Regions from separate parts of the Pangasianodon hypophthalmus genome. Here region 2 is linked to region 1. Evidence: chromatin contacts called from public Hi-C data. All regions are on one chromosome and are shown on one strand. The core of a region is the stretch at or near the end of the contact, and the rest is flanking DNA. Distances in the headings are between cores, read along the strand shown.

What was found. Hi-C and Micro-C count contacts between places; a contact is called where the count stands out from the background.
Region 2: a Hi-C map of liver and muscle shows a contact between it and region 1, with 11 times the contacts expected there. The contact joins the promoter of LOC113524832 here to the promoter of LOC113524822 in region 1. A contact is called at or near these places in 2 of 3 Hi-C or Micro-C datasets (liver and muscle and muscle).

Annotation. Positions count from the first base shown.
Region 1 is chr19:21,471,921-21,476,839 of fPanHyp1.pri, forward strand. LOC113524822 (NACHT, LRR and PYD domains-containing protein 12-like) reads right to left here and starts at 3,663. Exons shown (of 11, transcript XM_053242080.1): 1 at 3,547-3,663; 2 at 759-875. The coding sequence starts at 874.
Region 2 is chr19:21,714,002-21,719,183 of fPanHyp1.pri, forward strand. It overlaps LOC113524832 (NLR family CARD domain-containing protein 3-like), which reads left to right and starts at 1,968. Exons shown (of 13, transcript XM_034313611.2): 1 at 1,968-2,090; 2 at 3,272-3,339; 3 at 3,598-3,711. The coding sequence starts at 3,299.

The DNA of each region.
Region 1 (4,919 bases), core at 2,413-4,912:
TCATCAACTTGTATACTAGATCTCTTACCAACAGATAATTCGATAATTCCAGAAGCAATTGAACCTCTTCTAAAAATAATCAATTCTTCCCTTAGCACTGGCCAAAACATTTAAACTAGCAGTTATCAAACCAGTGATTAAAAACCTGACCTCAACCCCTGTCAGCTGTCCAACTATAGGCCAATATCAAACCTCCCCTTTATCTCTAAGATCTTAGAAAGGGTTGTAGCACAGCACTTATGCTCATATGTACATAGAAATAACATTCATGAAATGTATCAGTCAGGATTTTTCAGTCAGCCTCATCATAGCACAGAGACAGCGCTGGTTAAAGTGGCAGTTTTCCTCACTACCAGTCCAAGAGCTGCAGCACTGCACAGTTTAGTGTTTTACTGCTTCAACACCCGATAAAGCTCATGAGGGACTTTATAATAAGAAGAGTGAGTTTGTGCAGGTGGAACACTGCTATAAAACACCTCACTATCAAGTGGATGATCCATTGACTTGCCATTATATTCTTGCTAGTATCATATCTCATGTACTATCTTACCTTTTTTGCACATTTTATTCTTACTCTTCTATTTATAATGTCATTTGCACTGTAATTCACTTGCCATTTTAGTACATGAGAGCTGCAGCACTGCACAGTTTAGTGTTTTACTGCTTCAGCACCTGATAAAGCTCATGTAGAGCTTCATAATGAGACGAGTGAGATCGATCAAGTGGAACACTGCTGTAAAACACCTCGCTATACTGACCTCTTAACAGCAGAACTGTCTCCGTCTCGGAACTCAAATGGACGATCCATTGACTCTTCACTCTTCATGGACACACAGCTGGGTTTTGGGGAGTCTGATCTCTTTCCCTCCATCATTCTAGAACAGATATAATTAGATCCAAAAAGTTAAGAGTAATATCCATGCATATCCATGCTAATATAATGTAATTGTATATGGATGATTGTATAATCACTTTGAATAAGTGTTAGACAAAACCACTTCCTACCCTAGTGAGCAGCAAATCACATAAAATAATAATGAAATTAATAAAGCCAAGCAAAATCTGTGGGGAATAAATGTGGCTAAATGTGCAACAGTCTTTTTTATTTATTTAATGTACAAATAACCTGGAAAATATGCAGAACATAATTCTTGAAAAAATAATGATTTAAGCCATAGCCTCAGCACAATGTCAGGTGGCAGAGACGATGTTAAGAGTTTTATTTCTACAACAGGCAAACAAAGCCAAAACATAAGGCATGGTAGCATTCAGGTGATGTGCAAACAGAGTAACCAGGGCAAACGACAAACAAATAAACCAATAAACCAGAGCAAAAATTGTAAGCAGAAATCACTATAGCAAGATAATAATGATAAGTATCGCAAGTATTAGACACAGAGCATATACTTCACAATGCGGTGGAATGAATTTCCTTATGTATTGCTGGCAGTGATTGTGTGAATGAGTCCAGGTGTGTTCAATCAGTAGGAAAGTGAATGTGAAAGTGATAGAGTTCATGATGGCTGTTGGATGTTGTAGCCTTCGGCGGCCGGGTTTGTAGGCTGTTCTGTGTGAAGCAATGCTGATTCCAGCATTGACGTGATCTACTGTACTAGTGTGTTATGAGGTTGGAAAACTGAGAGGAAAGAATCATGCCTGAAGCCTGTAAGCTCCCAGTGTAGCCAGATAATTCTTGTTTAAGCAAAAAATCTTTCTGTGCTTTGGAAAAAAATTAATAAAAGAAATATAGTAAAACAATAATCATCACTGTGACTGCCTTTTCCAAGATGGAGTATTTTATTACTGGGTGGGATGGTGACATAGTTCCTGTTTCCGCATCGTTTGCCAGGAGTTTCTTGCCTGTGTTGGCATTTAAACTATACTGTTTCTTCATTTTTCGTCAATAATTTGTTTCATTTCGTTATCATTTAATCGTTTTCATTTGTTGTAATTTTCACTGTCCCTTCTGCTGTATTTTCATTTTTTCATTCATATTTTCATTTATTTTCATTCTTTCACATCAGCTACTGCACAGAATTTTAGCAATAATCTCCCAGAGTTATCAGCTATGATTGGATCACCATCTGATCCTGAAGAACTTGATGAGGCAACTGAATGCTTAGAATCAACATTCCACTTAAAACAAAGATAAACAGAGAGAAAAACTAGCACCCTGGCATAACAATCACACACTTTAAAACAGACCACTCGAAAATTAGAATGTAAATGGGGTCAAATTAAGTTTGTAGTATTGCAAACAGCATGGAAGGAGAGCCTTCTACAGAAAACTATAGAAAATCTCTTAGTGCTGCTAGATCAGTGTATCGCTCCACCCTAATAAAGGATAACAAAAATAATCCTTGATTCTTATTTAATACTGTAGCAAAATTAACTGGGAATAAGACCACAACAGAATCATGCACACAATCATTATGTAGCAAACGATGACTTCATAATTTTTTTCAATGGCAAAATTCAAAATATCAGGCAAAAAATTCACTGTATTTCTCATATGTGATCTTTTTGAAGCAGTGTACAGTAAATTCAAGCTTTCATGTAATTAATACAGTAATGCATTTTAATTGTTGGGAAGATAATGATGTGAAGAAATTATCTGTGTTTTCATAACGCCTTTACATGAAATCATGTGACTTCTTTTGTTTATTGACATTTCTAGACAAACCTGTTTCAACACGTCACAAATGTCTGTTTTGAATTGCTGTAAACATACACCACCCTTCCAAATACATTCAGCTCAGCACTTCCGTTAGACATCCGTTAAGTGAGAAAAGCACTTCTATCATAGATTTTATATAACCCATTCCACTTGAACAGTGGCTAGCATTAAAACAAAATTTCCCAAACTTTTATTTAATCTTCAGCAATCCTCAGGCAAACTAGTGATAGATTGTTTAGCTACTTGAAAGAGTTTATGTTTAAAAACGCACTCCTCTTAGGAAAGTGTACTGTTAATAGTGACTCTGTGTCAGTTTAATATAGTGTGATGGTATTACTATTAAGAGATTGATTAATTTTCGGGAAAAGTGATTTAAAAGGCATTTAAACATTTGTAACACTGCTGTATTGTAGTTATACAGGATGAGTCAAAATGCTAACACTTAATGAGAACATTTTTCTTTACAGTTTTCTTTTCTTTACAGTTCTGTGGTAATGAATTTTTGGTGAAATGCCCACTACATTGTGTTTGGAGAAAAGACTAGTTGCAGTAATTAGTAACCCAACTTCCTTGTGTGTTACAGTCATGTTAAAGTGTTCATTATAGTGTCATATGTGTTAACACTTCTTTAAATCAAGCTGTATTGTGACGCTGAGTGTAAACTCTGTAAAGACTGTCAGACAACACAAAACTAAAACATACAATCTGACTCTGTATCATTAAACAGTTCACTTAAAATCATGCTATCGAATTACAAAGTAAATTGTTTAATTTAGTCCTCATCTAGTGAGGAGTTACAACATTTTTATATTTATATACAGCTTTTATACCTAAGTTATATATTTCTATACAAATGTAAATTTACTTACTGTGTGGCATCCAGCAAACTTTAGTTACAAAAGTGGCACTGCCAAGTAAACCGGTTTGATCTGTTTTACCTTCCAGAGAGTGGAGTATAAAATGGAAAGTAGATCGCTCTCTCTCTCTCACTCACACACACACACTGTTACACAGTCTAGTGTTGGGAAAGAAACAGAAAGTGTGCATGGAGACTCCCAGGTTTATAAAGAACACACCTGCTGACTTTCTCATGATTTACAATAGATAGATAGATAGATAGATAGATAGATAGAAACTTTACTGATCCAGAGGGAAACATTCACAGATAACCATAAATACAGAAGGTGCAAAAAAAGTTATATTGTGGGAACTTTATTTACATTCAGTAAACATTTGGTAAATGACATCAAGCAGGTCTAATAACAAACAAACCCCTCCCCTGGCTAACATCCTGCAGACAGGTTGCTACTGCATGATCTGCCCAAGATAACAACATCAGAACTTATAAAACATAGTTTTATAAACGTATTTGTGTTTATAAAATGTTCTTTTACTGAAGCCAAACTACCAGTGAGTTTCACAAGAGCGTGCCCATCACTGCTGTCAGTGATTATATGCAGTGATTATTAAATTTTATCAAATGCTATTCACTATTTCTAACAGCTAGTGAAATAGTATTAGTTATAAAAATGAGGAAAAGCTTTTGGCTTTTAATAGCTACTTCTACCAATTAACTTACGCTTATAACTTATAACAACACTGTGTGCTGAATAAAATGTAAAGCATAATTAATTAAAATCACTTGTATAGGGAGAGCTCAATAGAGCAAAAGCGATTAGTCACTTAGTCGATTAGTCGCGATAAGGCAAACAGTAGCTGGTAAGTGTTGCTTGCTTGATTTTTAGTTAGGCCATATTTATGGCCTAAACTTTCAAGCACCACTGTGTGTGTGTGTAAAATAGGGTAAATTTCCTGTTTTTTTTTTTTTACTAATTCAATTAAAGTCTGAATATTCCAAAATGTAAGCAGTGCACACCAGTGACTACTCAATTGAATGAAAGGACAGACATGTACCAAAATAGACCATGGTTTAAAAATGTTTCATTTTACTAAATAAAATAAATAAACTATGATATGACTGTTGTAAAAAGCTGTATTTTATTGTTGCCTATTTGGAACCCAACTTTTTGATGGTATTTAGATTGTGATTTCCTAAATACTTGGCCATGTTACATCAGGAGTTCCATCAGGCTGTAAACAAGGCAATACGTCTGTTCAGTTATTGAGTGTGACCCGGTGACTGAGATTGTACACCCTTGCAGATGCTGCATGAATGGAAAATGTTCTGAACAGGGGGTAGAGGTGTGGCAATGGAAAAAAAAAAACATGCCCGTGTGAAATG
Region 2 (5,182 bases), core at 718-3,217, 240 kb after region 1:
CTGTGTTATCTGTGCAGTAACAACTTTTCTTCTCACATTCTGCCACACTGTATTTATTATTTATTCTTTTTCTCATGGACGCATTCTAATGATTGTTACCTGCACTACAACTACTTCGCCTACTTTTGTTGCTACTTGCATCTTATTTTATTCTTACTTACTTTAGTTTATTAAGTATGGGTACTGTAATTTGTGTTCTCTGTGCATAGTCTGTGTCCTTTTAATTTCTGTTTTTTATTGTACTGCTGCAATAAAACAGTTTCCCTCAGGGATCAATAAAGAGCTCTCTCTGTCTGTCTGTCTGTCTGTCTATCAAGGGATCTCAGGGGATCTCGGGATGGACTTGAATATCAGGTGGAGGTGTGAAACAAAAAGCTTCAAACCAGAAGAGGAATATGTCTGCTTAATGGTGCTGATTCATAATTATTTTATAATCAAGAAAAGTAAATAATAATTATAAATATAATTACACTATATGGCCAAAAGTTTGTGGACACCTGACCATCACACCTACATGTGCTTGTTGAACATCCCATATCCAGATTTATTCCCTCTTTGCTGTTAAAATAAGCTCCACTCTTCTGGGAAGACTTTCCACTAGATTTTGGAACATGGCTGTGGGGATTTGAGTTCCATTCCAACCATGTCTTCATGGAGCTCGCTTTGTGCACAGGGGCATTGTCATGCTGGAACAGGTTTGGGCCTCTTAGTTCCGGTGAAGGGAAATTGTAATGCTACAGCACACAGAGACATTCTGTACAACTGTGTGCTTCTGACTTTGTGGCAACAGTTTGGGGAAGAAGCACATACTTTTGGCCATATAGTGTATAGAGACAGATCATAGACAATATAAGGTAAAATCAATAAAGGTACATTCACTGACCAATTAATTAGAAGCAGTTAATATTAAGATCATATATCAGACTGGAGAAAAAGTTGTCTAAGTGGCATGACTGTTGGTGCCTGATGGGCTGGTTTGAGTAATACAGAAACTGCTGAGATTTTTTTCTCCTGGGATTTTCACAGATAACCAAAAAAAAAAACCCCAGTGTGTGCAGTTCTGTGAGTGTGTAAACACTTTGTTGATGAGAGAGGTCAAAGGAGAATGACACACTGGTTCAAGCTGACAGGAAGGCTACAGTAACTCAAATAACCACTCTTTACAACAGTTATGAGCAGAAAAGCATCTCACAAGACAGTTTACCTAGCTTGAGAATGAAGTTCCTAATAATTTGGTTGTTTAGTGTTTATTTACAATTTAAATCGTTCCCTCTGTCATCAGGAGATCAGGATTATATAAATAACCCATTAAAGCTGTATAGTTGTATAGTTACAATATTATAATCTATAGGTACATTTAATGTTGTGCAACATCAGTAAATAAGTTAGTTCCTGTTCTCACTTATAGCTCTCTCTCAGCTATAATCAGTCGTTCCCTCACCGGCCTCTCTTGCAGTTAATAAGACAAAAAATGCAGCATGTCATGTTACAGAGAAACCACAAAGCGTAAACTCCTCTGTCCTGAAGATGTCAGAAAACTTTGGAAAACTTCATCACGTGAATGATACATTTTTAATTTAGTTTGTTATAAATGAATGAGCTGTTACTATAGTAGTGTAAGCATCATGTATGTGTAAGAGAGCGGATGGTGCTTCCCTCAGGTGTGTTGTGCTGCACTGTGACCCAGAAGCAGTAAGATGCTGTTGTATGGCTTCACGTGTCTCAGAGGAAGCTCATGTTGGCCTTTATCCTCCCATGTTGGTAGCTGTTGAATGATAAGGGAGAAATGGCTGAGAATTGTCAAGTGAAAAAATGGGAAGAAAATGGGGAAAACTACAAAAAAAAATAGGATTTGATTTGGATGATTTAAATCCTAAAGTAATGTCAATGAAAGTCGAGTTGTTAACTGGCATCACTAATGCCAAGTAACTTTTAATCGTTGACGCCGAGTTGTTGTTTTTTTCTGGTGCAGTTACACCCTGTGGCCAGCAGGTGTCTCAGCAGGTGTGGCGGTTAGAGCAGGTCACCGGTTTAGTGAAAGTGAAACTCAGCGGCGCCATTTCAAGACGAAGTAGTTGGGGAGAAAAACAGTACGTATACTGAAATCTAACGCTATAATAACATTAATGTTATACATGTATACGATATGGAGTACAGTGTTGCTGTATTTTAATGAAGTGTTAATGTATACAGTTTATTTTCTGGCTTTTTAAGCTGATATTTCTGTGTAAGTGAACTGCGCCATCACACAGGGTTATATAACCACACAGAGACAGGAAGAGTGTTCTCTCTGTGTTACACACATAACCATGTGTTTTATTAGATTCATTACCATAATAGTGAACACACTACAGGCTAGTTGTTGAATAAAATATTAAAGCTTCACCTCAATTCACCTTCAAACCTGTAAACATCAGTTAGAGCGCTAATGCCTCATTCTTTATCGAGATAAAGCTACATATAAACAGGAAGTGAAGTTCAGCTCCAGGGTCAAAATATAAATATAAAGCTAGAATACAGTGTATTATGTGTTCACACTAGATGAACAGTTTAGTGGGTTTTTATGGAGTTAATTTTGTGCCAGATGTTTCAAGTAAAATCTATTATCAAAATATTAATGATCAAAATGTAAGAAATGTATTGAAAATGCAAGCAATGAAAATCAAATCAAAATTATTTTTCTATTTGTGGATTTTTCTTTTGCTTCTGACTTTTGGCACATGTTTATAGGAGGTGGGTTGTAGAAGAAGGTGTTCACTATCGGTCATCTCTCTGTATTGCTCTGAAAGATGCTCTGAAAGTTAGTCACACCTGTAGGTGGCGCCATGAATCACATACAATGTCATACAGTATTATCTCATCATTCCCAAAACGTCCCAAAAATCTGACAAGTTCATATGAAAATAAGTGTAATGTAGTGTAGAAATACAAATACAATTAATACAAATAATTATTAATTACAAATAATGATGAATGAATAAGTATTCACCCACATTTTCAGTAAAACCAGTTACCATCAGAAGTCACATAATTAGTTGAATGGAGTCGATCTGTGTGTCATGTGATCTCAGTATAAACACTTGTTCCCCAAAGAACCCTTCCATCTCATGTAAGTATAGCTGTGACCTGTTTACCTGTTTACCTGAAAGAAGAATGAAGAATCCTATTACATTCTGATAGATTGTTTTCTTTACTCCTAATGGCTCAAATGTCTTTTTACATACATTACTTGTCATGCTGTGTGTGTCTGTGTGTGTGTGTGTGTTTGCAGCTGTGATATGAACACAGGACTTCCAAAATGAGTCTCTCTGAAGAACAAAACACAAAGAAAGATGAGAGGTGAGAGACAAAATTATTGTTGTATTCAGCAACAATGAAAGACTCACAGATGTGTATTTATTAAATGTGACTAATGAACAGAGAAACTCAGTGATCAGAAAAACTGAGCTTCAGCTCAAGATGTTCAATACCAGCAGATATTAATGATCTGGGGAGAGTTTAATCACTCCCTAAGTGACGAAGTGAAAGGACTATGTAATAATAAATAACAAAAAACTACTTTGAGAGGAACTTACACAGTGTCTCTGTGTGTTTTAGTCTGATGGAGGAGAGATCAGACTCACCAGAACCCAGCTGTGTGTCCCTGAAGAGTGACCAGTCAATGGGACATCCATATAAATTTAAAGAGCAAGACTGTTCTACTGATCCAAGGTAAAGATGATTGAGAAAATAATCCTAAATAACCTGAATAACACATTTAACTATTCAGAGCCTTTAGTATGCCACTAAAATTGAATTCCAGTGGATCGGTTTCTGCTGGCTATCTTTAAAATTTTCCTGAAACTTGGTGATGCAGCTGATGGTGTATGTCTGAGCAAAACACAAGCCATGAGGTTACAGAATTGTCCTAAAGCTCAGAGACACAACAGTGTTGAGGCACAGATCTAGGGAAGGAAACTTAAACATTTCTGCAGCTTTGAAGTACCTGAAGAACACAGAGGCCTCCAACAAACTTAAATGGAAGGCGTTCAGAACCACAGAAAACATCACCACTGGCGTTTATCACCAACAGGCAGGACCAGTAGCTTTCTGACATTATATAATAATATATACTTATGATAACATATAAATTACATATAACATATAAAAACGTGTCATATAAATTTGGTCACTTAATCACATGCGTTTCTGTCACGGTGCTTCAAGCAGGATCGTAGGCTCGCTAGTTTTTTAAAATCATTAAAGACTTAAAAGTCATTAGACTCAAACACACTGTATACAGAACGTCAAATAAAGTTAAAAATCGCTAACGTAAGTAATCATCTGAGAGCCACAACAATGATAACAAGCTACTTACGTTTGTAGACGAAGTTGGCTGAGAGTTCGTCCACCATTTTTTTCGAGCTGAGAGTCTTCAGAAAATATGACGTCATTTCCAGTAAGGGAACGTAGTGAGCATCGATGCTGCCTGTTTTTTTGCGGTGCATTGTGGGATTTTTTAGGGAGCGAACGTTCCAGTGCACTGGAAGGATTTTACTATTAAGACAGCCCTTAAAATGGCTGCCTCCCTGATCAGCTCCCTAACTAGGGAACTGAGACTCACCTCTGCCTAGAGCTGGAGCTCAACCAAACTGAGCAAACAGGGTTTTAGTGTGGAAGGTGGTCAAGAACCTGGATTTAAGTCTTTTACCTAAATACGAGCAGTTTAGGAGGAAACCTGGCAATGCTCATTACCTGGACAATCCCATCTTTACAGTAAAGCTCGGTGATGGCAGCATCATGGGTTCGAGATTCTCGAATTGAGAATTGAGTGGGAGATGAACTGATAAAAATGCAGATTCATCCTAATGGAAAACAGGATCTCAGATCAGGGTGAAGATTCACCTTCAAACACAGCCAAGACAACACAGGAGTGTCCTTGAATAGACAAACATTGGTGCAGCAATGCTCCTCATAACACAACTTTAAAGTCATCATGTTTGTTGTAATGAGCTGTATTTCAAATCAAAAACTTTGACCTTACATTAAAAAACAGAGCTTTCGATAAGTTTGAAGGTGATGTGTGAGGTCTTTAAAATTCAAACACTAACTGTAATAGGAAACCCAGTTAGTGTTAGTACTTTATAATGGTGTAGAATTTTTTACTTTTCAAATTTGCACATAACATACCTGTACATACAAA